2 separate regions of the Columba livia genome follow, and region 1 is linked to region 2. Evidence: chromatin contacts called from public Hi-C data. All regions are on one chromosome and are shown on one strand. The core of a region is the stretch at or near the end of the contact, and the rest is flanking DNA. Distances in the headings are between cores, read along the strand shown.

Region 1 (2,700 bases), core at 159-2,658, 140 kb before region 2:
CTATTTGCAAATAGTACTAGGGTACAACCAAAGTCTCCAGCAGTTTTCTGCCAACATACTGTGTGGGCTGTTTTGGAACACAGGCTGTGGTGTCAGGATATGGTGTAGAGATACAGCAGAGCAGACCACCCGGCGCTCCAGCCGGTCCCTTTCCAGAGTTGTGACTTTAGTAGGATATGCAAGACCTGGAACATTTTACCAAAGAGACGGAGCACAGCAACATCCAGAAACCTACAAAAATATACTGCTGTCCAGTCCACGGCTAAATGAGGCAGCTGAAGGAAGAAAATGCCCTTGAAATCCCCACAAAAACTCTCTGCCTGGCTCTGACTGGGACCCCCAGCTCCTCAGAGCAGCTGGGCTGTGGGGAAACCTCTCAAGTGAGCCACAACAATGATGGAGTGGAGCATCTCCCGTGTGAGGAAAGGGTGAGGGAGCTGGGGCTCTGGAGCTGGACAAGAGGAGACTGAGGGGTGACCTCACTAATGTTTACAGATATATAAAGGGCGAGTGTCAGGAGGATGGAGCCAGGCTCTTCTCGGTGACAACCAATGATAGGACAAGGGGTAATGGGTTCAAACTGGAACACAAAAGGTTCCACTTAAATACGAGAAGAAACTTCTTCTCAGTGAGGGTGACAGACACTGGAACAGGCTGCCCAGGGGGTTGTGGAGTCTCCTTCTCTGGAAATATTCAAAACCCGCCTGGACACCTTCCTGTGTAACCTCATCTGGGTGTTCCTGCTCCGATGGGGGGCTTGGACTTGATGAGCTTTTGAGGTCCCTTCCAACCCCTGACATTCTGTGAAGTGACAGAACCGGCACCGGCAGCCCCGGCCGGGGCCTCCCCGGGGATCTCCCCTCGTTCCCCCGGCCCAAAACCGCGCTGGGGGTCACCCCCTAAACCGCTCCTGTAACCCCGGGCTCTCCGCTGAGCGGTGCGAGGGCGGCGGCGGCTCGTACCTGCTGCTGGAAGTACCGTATGAGGTACGGGGCGGTTGGCGTCCGGGCTCCCCGGCGGTGGGGCAGGGCGGGCAGCGCGCCGGACGCGCCGAGCAGCAGGAGAAAGAGAAGGAGCCGCGGCATGGCCGGGAAGAGCGGAGGCCACCCAGCCGCCACACCGCTTTATAGCGGCCCCGTTCCCCCCGCCCGCGGAGCTGCCCCAGGTCGGCCCCGCGGGGAGCGGCGGGCGGTAGGACCCAGCGGACTAGGCGGAGCCGGCGCCTGCGCCTGGAGCAAACGGCGCTATACCACCCGCCCCGAAAGGAGAGGGGCTATCCCCGCACGTGGGGGGCGGGCAATAAGCCGCGGGAATTTTCGATTGGCTGCGGGGGTGAGAGTAGTTTGTGAGCGTCTCTGTCGTTGGCTGTGGTGACTTGAGTAGGCGTTCCCTAGAGACGGCCCTTAGCAACGCGCACTTCCGTTTTCCGGCTTCTCCTCAGAGCCAGGGCGGGAGCGGGGCAGCCGGGGCTACGTCCGCGATAACCGGCCCTCGGCGCTTCTCTTCTGTGCGGGCCTGAGAGCACCGAGGGGAGGTGACGCCGCCGGCTGTCCGTTCCCTTGCCCGAGTGACAGCGCTTCAGCGCGGCCTTTGGGGCCGGGAGACGGAGGCTGTTTAGTCACGGAGCGCTAAAACCGGTAAGAACGGTGATACCTCGGGTTTTCTGGGTGTTGAGCAAAGCTTAAAGCGCCCAGGCCGAGTGACGGGGGTGGGGGGAAGCCCTGTGGGGTCTGTTTTCAATTACTTTATTTTTAAACTTCTGTGATATGCTGTTTTATTTCTATTTTACTTAAAATTCTAAAGATCTTTGTTGTTATTCAGGACATAGAAATATATAGTAACACAGAATTCCAAAACCAAATTGAAACTTATCTTGTTTAAAATTCTTTCAACTATAAAATTCAAGTACGCCACTAAGAAATCAGTGAATTTACAGGCGGTTCCCCCAGGTATATTCAGCATCGGTGAGTACAAAATCCAACTTCTGGAAGAGTAATTTAACTGCTATTATAACATATTTAATTTGCAACTACCACAATTGTTGAAAGCAATGTTGGGGATGGCCCTCTCAGATTATGTTAAGTAATGTACAATTATCCTTATAGATAATATCCATATAGCCCGCGGCCTCGGGGCTGCGCTGGGAGGAGGCGGCTGGTTCAGGGGTGGAAATTGTGGTGTGAGAGCTGTTAACGACTCTTCCTGAGTGTTTTGTGTTTTCTGTTTTTCCTCAGGGAGGGTTTGGGGCAGCGGGCTCGCTAGAGGGCACCAGGCACCCATGGAAGCAGCGGCGGGACCTCGGGGCTGTTGGAAGGCGCCGCTGCTGGTGGGGAGCAGCTGGAACGCCCTGTGGTTCCCGCGCTGGGTACGTGGGTCCGGCGGTTTGCTTGGTTTATTTAGTTTTCTAAATAAAGTAAACCAGATGCGTTCGTACCATCCTTTTTTTAGCTTGTGTCCAGATAGTGACTACTATATTTCTACCAAAGAGAAACAGAGGTGTAGATCCTGAGTCTGTTTGCTCTAAAGAGAGCTCTTATCAGAACCTGCATGAAAACATTCATGCTATGCTTTATCTCCCATGCTCCAATGGAATACTTGAAGTATTTGGGGTGTGTGGATTTTTTTATTGCATTAAAAACTGCAGGTGATAGTATATTTATATAGTTCTGAGTTGAAAGCCCTTTGGAGTATGAAGTAGCT
Region 2 (2,700 bases), core at 62-2,561:
TTCGTAGAATCATTTCAGTTGGAAGAGACCCTCAGGATCATTGACTTCAACAATAACCTAATTCTAGCACTAAACCATGTCCCTAAGAACCTCTTCTACACTCCTTTTAAACCTCTCCAGCGATGGTGACCCCACCACTGCCCTGGGCAGCCTGTTCCAATGACTGACAACCCTTTCTGTGAATACATTTTTCCTAATATCCAATCTAAGCCTCTCCTGATGCAACTTGAGGCCAACACCCTCCGTGCTACAACCTCCTTTCAGGAGGTTCTGTGGCATGTGTGGTTAAGCTAGAAAAATCGTGAGGATCTCTGAACGGTTCTCCCTCATCTCCAGAGGCCAGAGAGGATCTCTAGCTCCACACCGGCCTTTTGAAATGGAAATACCCCTTCTCAGGGTACCTACCTATGGATAAACTCCAAGATGCTTGTATCATATGCCAGAAAACTCTCATTATTTAAAAACATTTATTGACAACAACATTGTGCTAGATGAAAAGCAGGAATTTCCATTTGGGAAAGCCACTGTAGCAGGTTTTGGAGATTTCTCCTTTAGTCCAGGTTTTCCGGCTGTAAGGCCGGGTGTGAACCACTGCGCAGTGCTTTCGTTAGGCTGCGTTGCATGGATAAAATTAGCACTGTGTGCCAAATAATTTTGCAGCTATATCTCATTAATCTGAAGTGTGCAAGTAGCCAGCCTGTCCACCCGAGCACCGAGTTCCCTGCATGAGCACGGGCCATTTGTACGGTGTCAGGAAGGCTGATACAGCCTCGTGGCTTTGGGCTGCATGAATCAGAGAATGTCCTGACTTGGAAGGTACCCACAAGGATCATTGAGTCCAACTCCTGTCCCTGCACAGGACAACCCCAATATTCACGCCATGTATGTGAGAATGTTGTCCAGTCTCTTCTTGAACACTGTCAGGCTTGGGGCCGTGACACCTCCCTGGGGAGCCTGTTCAGTGTCCAGCACCCTCTGGGGGAAGAACCTTTTCCTCATGTCCAACCTAAACCTCCCCTGGCACATCTTCCTGCCATTCCCTCGGGTTCTGTCACTGGTCACCAGAGAGAAGAGCTCAGCCCTGCCCCTCCTCCTCTCCTTGTGAGGAAGCTGTAGCTGCCATGAGCTCTCCCCTCAGTCTCCTCCAGGCTGAACAAACCCCGTGACTTTAGCTGCTTCTCATACAGTTTACCCTCCAAAACCTTAATCAAGGGTTGGCAATATTTCAGTCCAGGAAATGCGGTAGCTCTTGCTGAGAGCTTTCCTGCTGTGCTGTTTGAATCCACAGGGCAGATGTCTCCCTTTTCCTTTTACCAATCTTCCATCTTTGTAGCTGCACTAATTCATCCTGATACAGAGGAGAGCCAGCTCAACTCCAGATGACTCAGTTGTTGCGGTCAATTGCTGTTATAATAAGAATACATGTGAATTATGTCTCAGCTAACCAGTTCCAGGAATCTCAGTTAATTTGGGAGCTGTTGTGGGTGTGACAGATCAGGTCTTGTGCAAGTGTGTATCAGCCAGCGCTTCAGTTTCCCTTTCGTAAGTGTCATGCAGGCTGTCACTTGAGCATTCCTCATCTGTGGCTAAGCCAATCAATAGGAAGGATGTAGAGGTACCATATGTTAATGAAAAAGCTGCCTCTGACCACTCCAGAGTCTTGGTTTTGTGCTTTTTTTCTGTTTCATACTAACCTTTTTGCTCCTCTGGCATGTCTGCCTCCTCTGCAGCTGGAGCAACAGCCTACCCAAGAGCTTCGTACTGTTCGGGGTGTGGGAAGACATCTCCATCTCGTGGCCAGATTGCGCTGAGCACGAAGGAGGAAAAACAGCTCTCCAGAGCTGCTAGCAGGGGTCTGGAGCCAGGAGCACGCTGCAGCTCACACCACTGAGTTCTAAGCTGCTTTCAGCTGGGACTAAGGTGGTCCTCAGCAAAAGGCACAGGACCACGTGGAGCAGCCAGGGTGGGTTTTTAGATGCACTTCACGCTCCTCTTGTCTCCTTTGCTTTCGGCAGGGCTGTGAGGGAGCTGGAGGCCCAGCTGGAAGAGGAGCGAGTCAGGCGGGAGAAGCTGGAGAGCCAGCTGGATGAGTACCGCGCCGAGATCAGCCGCCTGAGAGACAGCCTGGCGAAAACCCGCGGCCCTCCCGTGGTGAGTCCCACATCAGCTCCCCCAACGCGTGGGACAGAGGCTGCTGCCCGTCACTCGTCTGTATTTGTTCTCACTGAGATTCCCAGGCGTGGTGCAAGGAAACGCTGGAGTAAACGTGGCAGCTTTTAGTGTGGGACACTGAAGGGAGCAGTAGCTTTGTTGTGTCCTGTCTCTGCTGTGAAAGGATATTGGTTTCTCTTCGTACCCTGGTAGAAAAGCACTGGTATTCATCTTTGTATTAACAAAAGGGAGCGAGCTGGTCCCTGCGTACTTCCCCGCTGTCTGTGCCGTGACTGACAGCTCAGCGTGGCTGGTCCCTGAGCCAGGACTGGTGCTTCAGGAGAGGTGTTGTCATCCAGGCCAGCCAGGTGCCTCCACCTCGGAAAGAAAAGCCACTTTCTGCTTCCACAGCTCATGTTAAGACATTACTCATTCTAGTCCCTGATAGGTTTAAAAATCTAGGGCAACTATGGCCCAGAGCACCCCCAAAAATCGGTGTAGTTAGTTTTTTCACCTGTAGCAACATAAAAAAGTCCAGTCAGGCATTAG

Evidence for each region. Hi-C and Micro-C count contacts between places; a contact is called where the count stands out from the background.
Region 1: a Hi-C map of crop shows a contact between it and region 2, with 4 times the contacts expected there. The contact joins the promoter of DDIAS here to the enhancer-like site in region 2. A contact is called at or near these places in 2 of 2 Hi-C or Micro-C datasets (crop and liver).

The regions. Positions count from the first base shown.
Region 1 is chr1:9,173,040-9,175,739 of bColLiv1.pat.W.v2, reverse strand. DDIAS (DNA damage induced apoptosis suppressor) reads left to right here and starts at 1,408. Exons shown (of 6, transcript XM_005510735.3): 1 at 1,408-1,637; 2 at 2,235-2,365. It overlaps PRCP (prolylcarboxypeptidase), which reads right to left and starts at 1,243. Exons shown (of 9, transcript XM_005510758.4): 1 at 963-1,243. The coding sequence starts at 1,085. All of the region lies in intron 1 of LOC135575720 (a long non-coding RNA gene), which reads left to right.
Region 2 is chr1:9,035,447-9,038,146 of bColLiv1.pat.W.v2, reverse strand. It overlaps ANKRD42 (ankyrin repeat domain 42), which reads left to right. Exons shown (of 14, transcript XM_021298784.2): 12 at 2,016-2,151. Among named protein-coding and RNA genes, the nearest start is that of ANKRD42, 16 kb to the left of the region's middle. Within about 2 kb of position 1,311, at least 1 of the 3 cell types and tissues checked has an H3K27ac peak away from gene starts, as active enhancers do.